2 separate regions of the Mus musculus genome follow, and region 1 is linked to region 2. Evidence: chromatin contacts called from public HiCAR-type data. All regions are on one chromosome and are shown on one strand. Each heading gives the region's core, a stretch centred on a gene start, on an enhancer-like site or on the middle of the called end of the contact. The rest is flanking DNA. Distances are from core to core; before and after follow the strand shown. Region 1 holds the start of Ccdc190 (coiled-coil domain containing 190). Region 2 holds the start of Lrrc52 (leucine rich repeat containing 52).

Region 1 (4,242 bases), core at 206-2,705, 2.5 Mb before region 2:
TCCTTCCTTACCGTAGAAATAACTCCATTTTAGCATTGAGAATATTTTTGAATGGGATTCATAAAAGCACAGGGTATTTCTTTTTATATCGATCTTATAAACACGCAGCTACCTGATAATGTTAATGAGCATCCCACCGTGAGGCGGGGGCTGTGCCCTCCCCCACCTCCCCCAGTAAATTACTCCTTAGGACTGGAAGTGGGGGCCCATTGCCACTCATGACAGAGCCTCACCTTGCTGCAGGCGCTGCAGTTCTTTCTGAAGCTGTCTCTGCTCCCTGGCTAGCGATTTCACGTGATAGAGGCAGATGATCTCCAGCCTTTGCAGTCTAAGGCTGAGTCTGGCTTCTGCTTGCCTGGCACTCTTTCTCTCCAAGTCAAACTGCTTATACAGAGGTCCCTTCACCATGCTTCTGTCCATCTTCCTCACGCGTGGGTGACAGTAAAGCCAGTGTCCTCCAGGGACCACAGATAACCTGAAAGAACAAGGTCAGCATGGTGGCTTCTGGTCATTGGTCACTGATTAGTTTGAAATCTAATTTTATTAAATCTTAAACTGCCTAGTCAGATGAAGTCTCCACATCCAAACCCACACCTCTACCTTCTTAACTCCAGTAGCACTCTCAGGAAGGAACGAGAGTCCCTGCCAATACTCACCTCAGGGCTACAACACAGAATGCATGCGGGATAGTGGTCAGTCAGGTCAGGTGCTCTCCCTTAGGTATTGGTGGTAGTAGTTCAGGAAAAGATTAGCATTAAAGAAGGGCATCCACCCACAGCCAAGCAGTGGATGGCGCTTGGGGACTCTTATGGAAGAATAGGAGGAAGGTTTACAGCCACTAAGGTGATAAGAACTCCACAGGAAGATGAACAGAATCAACTAACCTGCACCCTCAAGACTCTCCCAGACTGAACGGCCAATCAAAGACCGTAAATGGGCTGGACCAGGACTCTGCACATATATAACAGGTGTACAGCTTGGTTTTTATGTGGGTCCCAAACAACTGGAGCGGGGGACTGTCCCAAGAGGTGTTGCCTGTATGTGGGATGTGCTCTTTCAGCTGGGATGCCTCAGTGGGAGAGGAGGCGCTTAGCCTCTCAGAGACTTGAAGTGCCAGGGTAGGGGGAAGAGGGTGGAGGGGGTTACTCACTCAGAGGAGAAGGGGGTAAGGAAGGAAGGATTGTGGGAGGAGGTGAGAGGGAAGGGGGATCAGTGAGTGGAATGTAAAGTGAATAAGAAAAAAAAATTGAAATGTCAAAAAAGGGGGTGGGGTGGGGCTAAGGCCAGACACAAGGCAGCTCTAATTTAAGAGCCGAATTCGAGTCAGTTTGATTTAGATTCTGAAGTATAGATTAAAGCTTCACCCAAAAATACAGGGGGTAGCACTTACCTGCAAACCCAGCTCCTCACCAGGAAAATCTTTGTTTCTTTGGCTCCAAGCTTGTTTTCTTCACTAAGCGTGTGAGCCTGTGTAAAGGGGGGTGAGGGTGGGGAAGGGGGCTGGAAGGGGGCGGGGCCAGGAGAAGGTTAGTTACACTCGAAAGCTCTGTCCTTTCCTCCTGCGACCCCTGGTTAGGAATGCCGTCGACTCCTCGAGCCTTGGGTCCCATTTGCTCTTGAAGAGGCCACATCTCTAACTTGTTTTGAGGATAAAGGAAGCTTGCCAACTTCCAGCCCTCCCCAGGGAGGCCTGCGGTGCTCCTAGGCCGTGTCCATGGGAGCCAAGAATGAAAGCCAAGAGTCCCTCACTGTTTGTAACCAGTCTCTTCTCTTCCACCTCCCTCTGCTTCGCTTCTACCTCCCCTGCCCCTGCCCCTCCTCCCGCCCCATCTCCCACCCCTTTTCTGGCTTCTTGGAAACCAAAAGAAAGCACCCTGCCTTCCCATTCATGACTGGGCACATTTTGCACAGAAAGGCATTGAATTTGCTTATTCTACGTTATTGCGCTCCACGCTGGGTGTTTCCAGTCTTCCAGCCTTGTTCGGTGCATTTCAAAGTTTATTTAGATTTTCAAAGGCTTGGACACAGCACGAGATGAAGTGATATATATTTTTGAATCAACTTTTGTCTTCACGTTTGGAGAGCTGCAGCAGAGAATAGAGTTGAGCTATGGGTTATAGACGAAGATACTGGATGGGACTCTAACTGTTTCCTTGGGGATCCTTCTGAGAATGAGAGGCAGTAAGATTCCACAGTCTAAAGACAGCTGCCAACACTGGGGCCCAGTAATCCCAGTTTATGAAAGGCAGCTAAGCAGCCCCTACTACCCACAATCACCACCCGGCAAACAAACTATTCTAAAGAGATTACTGGGGAGGTGAGAGAGGGAGGGCGGGTCATTGTTCTCTAAGTAGGAAATGATACCTTCCCAGCCAGTGCTTCTCCCATGCACAAGTTCTTCCTCTCCAGGATTTAAACAAGTAGGGCACAATCTCCAAGACAATTACTACAGAAAGTGGGGTGCCGCATAAGGGAAACTGGCACTCTAGTCCCCATCGGCAGGCCTGGTGAAGTGCATAGCAACAGAGCTTTGTTGCCCCCATGAAGCGGTAAATATCCAGCCCAAATATGCCCTGGCAATGAAAGCACAACTCAATTAATATGAATCCATGCTGTGCACCTAGATTGGGCAGATCAACCCCTACACTACCATCTTCCACATCTATGTGACCCCTTAGAACTTGTAGTTTCTCCAAGCCATGTTCTTCTGCTCTGCTTTTCTTCTTCCTCCTCCTCCTCTGTGTCCTCTCCCTCTTCCATTTTCTCCTTCTTCTCTCCCTCACCTTCTGCTCCACCTTCCCTTTTATCTGCCCAATCATCAGCTCTCCTTTATTTTACAAATTAAGGTGGGAAAGCAGATTTACAGGAAGTCACCTGAGTACTGACTCATTCCTTGTTCAAAACTCCTCACAGGAGAAGGAATTAACAGCAGATATAATTAGCCCCAGGGCTATCCAAGTACCCCAGAGCTGACCTCATTGTGGCACTTCTGGTACAATTGGTGTGTCATCTTGAGAAAGTGCCTATGGGGAGAAGCTTGCAGAATTAACCACACAGTTAATGTGGCATGTATGGTAGTCCTCTGGTCCTCTTGAGAGTGCTTGGGAGGTACCAGCTCGTATGCGGGAGTGGAAACCATTAGGTACCCGTGGTATGTCTGTTTGCTGGAGGAGACGTGCTTCAATGGAGACAGCACAGAAGCTGTGAAACTGGAGCACACCAAGTGCAGCAGCAATGCTGGAAACAGACCTTGCACCTGTACTTTGACTCTCCTCCTAGTCCCTTAGACTGGGTAGGGTCAGAAAGACAAGCGAACAGAGGTATCAAAAAGAGCACCTCGGGGCTGGGGAGATGGCTCAATCACGTGTTTGCCCCACAAGCATGAGAACATGAATTTGGACCTCCAGTACCATGGGAAGAGGGTGGGCACAGTGGTGTATGGCTCTAACTCCACTCCACCACAGGAAGAGGGAGGACCAGACAGATCCTCAGAGCTGGCCTTGGCAAATTAATGTAGTCTAGGTTATATGAGGGAGTCTGTCCCAAACACTAAGGTGAAAAGTTTCTGAAGAAGGCGCTTCATGCCTATCTCTGGCCACTACACACATGCATGTGAAGATGTATAACCCCCATACACACACGCACATGTGCATGCACACATTCCCACTCTACCCCTGTAGTGCACGGAGGGGAGGACTGACCTGCAGACGAGAAGGGATCTTTAAAGCAGGCTGGGGCTTTTTACAGACAGCAACGTGCAGGCATGATTAATAATCCATAGCAACTGAGGCCAGTTTGGTGGCTTCCGGGATGGAGAGGTGAAATATTTAAAATATCACAACAGGTAGAATTAATCTGTAGCCACAAAATCAGCTCAGTGGCTTCTAGGATAGAGAGGTGCCGATGGAGACTGGTTATATACATGGAAGAGGGAGGTTCTGGGGAGAGAAGGGTGTTGGTTACGTTTGCATGCACTCGTCAAAGCCTGTATGTCTCAACTCTGGATCTTAATGTATACAAATTTTATCCTAGTAAAGTTGATTACAAAAAGGAAACCCACACAATTGCAAAAAAGACTCAGGGAGCTCCACTCTGTACAAGAGGGGTTGCTGCTTCTGGTAACAGAGAGTCAACCAGATGTACGAAAGAACTGTTTTCATACATCGGAAATAGGCGGCACAAGTGTGAGTCCTGGGAGATAAGAAATAACACGAGGAGAGCAAGCTCAACAGAGCCCAGGTG
Region 2 (3,758 bases), core at 797-3,296:
GTTACCAAGCCTGATGGCCCGAGTTCAGTCCCTGGGGCCCACACGGTGGAAGAGAGCTCCTGAGACTTACCCTCTGACGTCCATGTACAGTCATGTCCATGCACACATTCCCCACAAACACACACGTGCCCAAATACACACACGCATACACCCACACACACACACACACACACACACACACACACACACACACACACGTGCACATACTCATGCACACATACACACACTGTAATTAAAACATTCATCAAACAAAGAGTAGAGAGACACAGTAGGAGCATTCTGAAAGCTCTGGAGGTCAGTCAGGGACCATCACTCCTGGGAACATCTCCCAGAGTGTCCTAGGATGCCCAACCTGAGCATCACACGCTGCTGCACTCCCAGAGAGTACGGCCACTGTGAAGACTAATCTATGATACAGTGAAGACTCTACTAGATGCTCTAAATTTATCTCAGATGCAATGTTCTAAGATCGAGGGAGGGACTTGTTTATGTTTTTTTTAACTGATTTTTTTTTTTAATTATAAAGAAAGGTTGGCTTCCCTATCAATTAAATCTTGCTTCAATTGGGAAAACTATCATTTAAGTCATTACATTAAGTGTTTGAGATTTCTGCCTGAAGAAGGTCACTTTCAATTTAGTAAACATCCCTAAGTCATCACGTTAATTCCCAGCCAGTCACCCGAGAAATGCTGAGTCAGGAAACATAACCAAGCATTAGCTAACTAGCCATGAATCCACTCGACTTTATTCATTTCTCTCTTGGCAGAGAAGCAAGAAAAGGAAGCAAGCCATCAGAGACATTCACGCATCATTCATTCAATAAGTATTTATTAAATGCCTAGTGCCAGGCGCTATGCTAAGCTAAATACAAGTTTCATTGAGCTATTAATATTCCCACCTACATTATATGTGAAGGTTTTTAAAGAATAAGGTACTGCTTTCCATAAATAACCCATTTTAACTCCTGAGGTGCTTCATCTTCATTTCTGACCTCATGCCTTCCCCCACAGAGAGAGTTATACACCCCAGACCCCATTCCTCTAGAGACTCCTTTCATCTGTCAAGCACTTAATGAGCAGAAACTCACAGTAGAAACACTAGACCTGTACTCGCTGTGTTTAAACTCCTTGAAAAACACAAGTCATAAGAAATGATTCATATTATCACACTCACAGGTTTTTATTCTGCGTTTGGGCTTTGTTTTAAGGGGAATAACTTACTGTTCAAAAAAGTCTTTTTAAAATAAGAATGTGTACATGCATGTGTGCACACACACACACATACACACACAATCCAAATGTAGACAAGGATGTATAAAACCTAGAAATAAAATCTTAAGAGTCTCACCTTATCAGAGGATTTATTACAAAAGAGGCAAACCCCTTTCCTATCTTCTAAAAACAACTGACATCCCTCAAAATTTAGAAACCAGGAAACGGTCTGCTCTAAAAGCTGATCACCAGAAAGGATGATAGGGCTGGAGACATCCCAGGTTCCCACTAGGAATGGACTAAGGGCTTATATCTGGCCAAATCCTCTCTGACACCTCCGTGTGGAGCTGATATGAACACTCCAAGAATGCCCTGGCACACACCTGCACACAGGGCCCTCATGTGTGTTCCCCCCACACCTGCATGCCTGACTCCTCCAGAGAGCAAGCTTACCTACATACACAAAACACCCCTGACCACCCAGAAGGAGAGGTGAGAAACCTCTCTCCCTCTGCCTCAGAGTCTCCCGAGGCTGCTGACATCACAAAAGTGTCAACTGGCAACCTCATTGTCATGCGGTTCTCCCCTGGCTCCCCTTCACTTACAAAGGCAGGGAAAGGGTGAGACCTTTCAGAGCTGCCAAGTGGGCGAGCTTCCAACAGCACTCGGACTGAGCAAGTAGCAGAGCCACCAAGCCGGCAGCAGGGCACTGGGCCTCGTGTTTCAACTTCTGTTCAGTTCTCCTGTAATGGAAAATTGCTTTGCACAAAGCTAGAGTGTTACAGTTTTTTCCAGCACCCATCCCCTGCCCTGCCCCACCCCTCGGCAGCCTTCAGATCAGAAGGACAGCTTGTACCCGCCCTCAGGAAGGTAGAAGGAGGGGAACCTTGGCTTCTTACTATGTCCCTTGCTTCAGGCCCTAGCTCCAAGTTGTTACTCTTTTCTCTTGGAATGGGGTTGGTATCAGGGTCCAAGTGTCCAAACAAGTGTGTGTGTCAAGACCAAGAAGTAGCCTGCATAGATTTGCACCTAACGGAATACCCAGCTGATATTCCTCTGAACACCCGGAGACTATACCTGAACAATAACAAAATCACTAGTTTACCAGCTTTGCAGCTGGGATTCCTCAGTGACCTCGTTTACTTGGACTGTCAGAACAACCGGATTCGAGAGGTGATGGATTATACCTTCATCGGGATCTTCAGACTCATCTACCTTGACCTCAGCTCCAACAACCTAACTTCCATCTCCCCTTTCAGCTTCTCAGTGCTCACCAACCTGGTGCGGCTGAACATTTCACACAACCCTCACCTGTTGTATCTTGACAAATACGTCTTTGCCAACACCACGTCTTTGAGGTACCTGGACCTCAGAAACACCGGATTGCACATCATCGACCATAATGGCTTCCACCACCTGGTGGTGCTCCAGACTCTGTACCTAAGTGGGAACCCCTGGATATGCAACTGCTCCTTCCTGGACTTCACCATCCACTTATTAGTGTCCCATATGGACCACCCAGGTAAGGGGTTGATTGGCAGTGGGTGCCATGCCATGGGAGGGACTGGTTTCTGAGAGGGGTAGTCAAAAGATGATCGGGATGGAGGGAAAGCTGTGTGAGATGGTTAAAAAGTACCGTCACTGTTTGGCCCGGCCCCCTCCTTGGGTTGACTGGAGAGGCAATAATGCTTAATAGCAATAGTTCTAGAATGAGAATTCAGAACTCAAACATGTCACCTACCACTCCTGTGCCTTTAGAAAAATCTCATTTCTCTGCACCTGTTTTCCATTCCATAAAACCGGTACATATTACATAATTTGCAGAATTGTAGCCAACAAAATGTGTATGTAAATGATACAAAATGTGTACTGTAATTGTAAAGTTACAAAGTAATTCAAGGGCACTGGGCTCCCCTGGGTAAACTGTGTTAATCTGATTAATGCCGTGACTGAATTTTTCCAGGGTCTAAAATAAATTCAGTCCTTCACAGGTGAGGGAGAATCCAACAGGGCTCAGGGAATGTTCCACGGGTGTGGCAGGGGTGGGGTGCACAGGAGCCTCGGGGACAGCAAAAGACAGAGGACAGAAGGAAAGCCTTTGATAGACTTGTTTCAAAATGCTGAGCTCACAGGAAAGTGCCAAGCTGGGAGAGTCCGGTGTTATAGACTTACCTGGGGAGAGTTCCAAGCTAGGTGCTGCCACTGAGGCAACCCTCTCTGCAGTGGTTCCTTTAGTACCCCAGTGTGTCACATCCCCATCCCAGGGACTCTGTTGTCTCCTTCAACCCCAGGTAAGTCAGAGCTTCAGAGAAATGAGACCCCTTACAGAAAGCCTGGGGCCACTGGTACTGTCCCTGGGACATGGCGATTCCTAGCCAAGAACGGGCCTGCAGAACGGAGAGTCATCATTCCTCCAGAGCTCCGGGGTGATCGTGTCCTAAAAGGCCTTCCAGGCAGGAAGCCCACTGGAGTGAAGCAAGCCAGGATTTCCAGACCAGATTTAAGGAGGCACTGAGAATAAGCCCTCAGAGTAAGTGCCTCCTTAAC

Evidence for each region. HiCAR-type assays count read pairs that join an accessible place to other places.
Region 1: a contact with region 2 is called in a HiCAR-type map of astrocytes, with 3 times the contacts expected there. The contact joins the promoter of Ccdc190 here to the promoter of Lrrc52 in region 2. A contact is called at or near these places in 2 of 39 promoter capture datasets (both in liver) and 1 of 115 datasets of contacts at active chromatin or transcription factors (astrocytes).

What each region holds. Positions count from the first base shown.
Region 1 is chr1:169,926,152-169,930,393 of GRCm38.p6, reverse strand. Ccdc190 (coiled-coil domain containing 190) reads right to left here and starts at 1,455. Exons shown (of 4, transcript NM_001033185.2): 1 at 1,391-1,455; 2 at 234-475. The coding sequence starts at 420. Gm39699 (a long non-coding RNA gene) reads right to left here. Exons shown (of 3, transcript XR_865723.1): 1 at 3,702-4,242; 2 at 2,365-2,573; 3 at 1,806-2,084.
Region 2 is chr1:167,465,068-167,468,825 of GRCm38.p6, reverse strand. Lrrc52 (leucine rich repeat containing 52) reads left to right here and starts at 2,046. Exons shown (of 2, transcript NM_001013382.3): 1 at 2,046-2,733. The coding sequence starts at 2,112.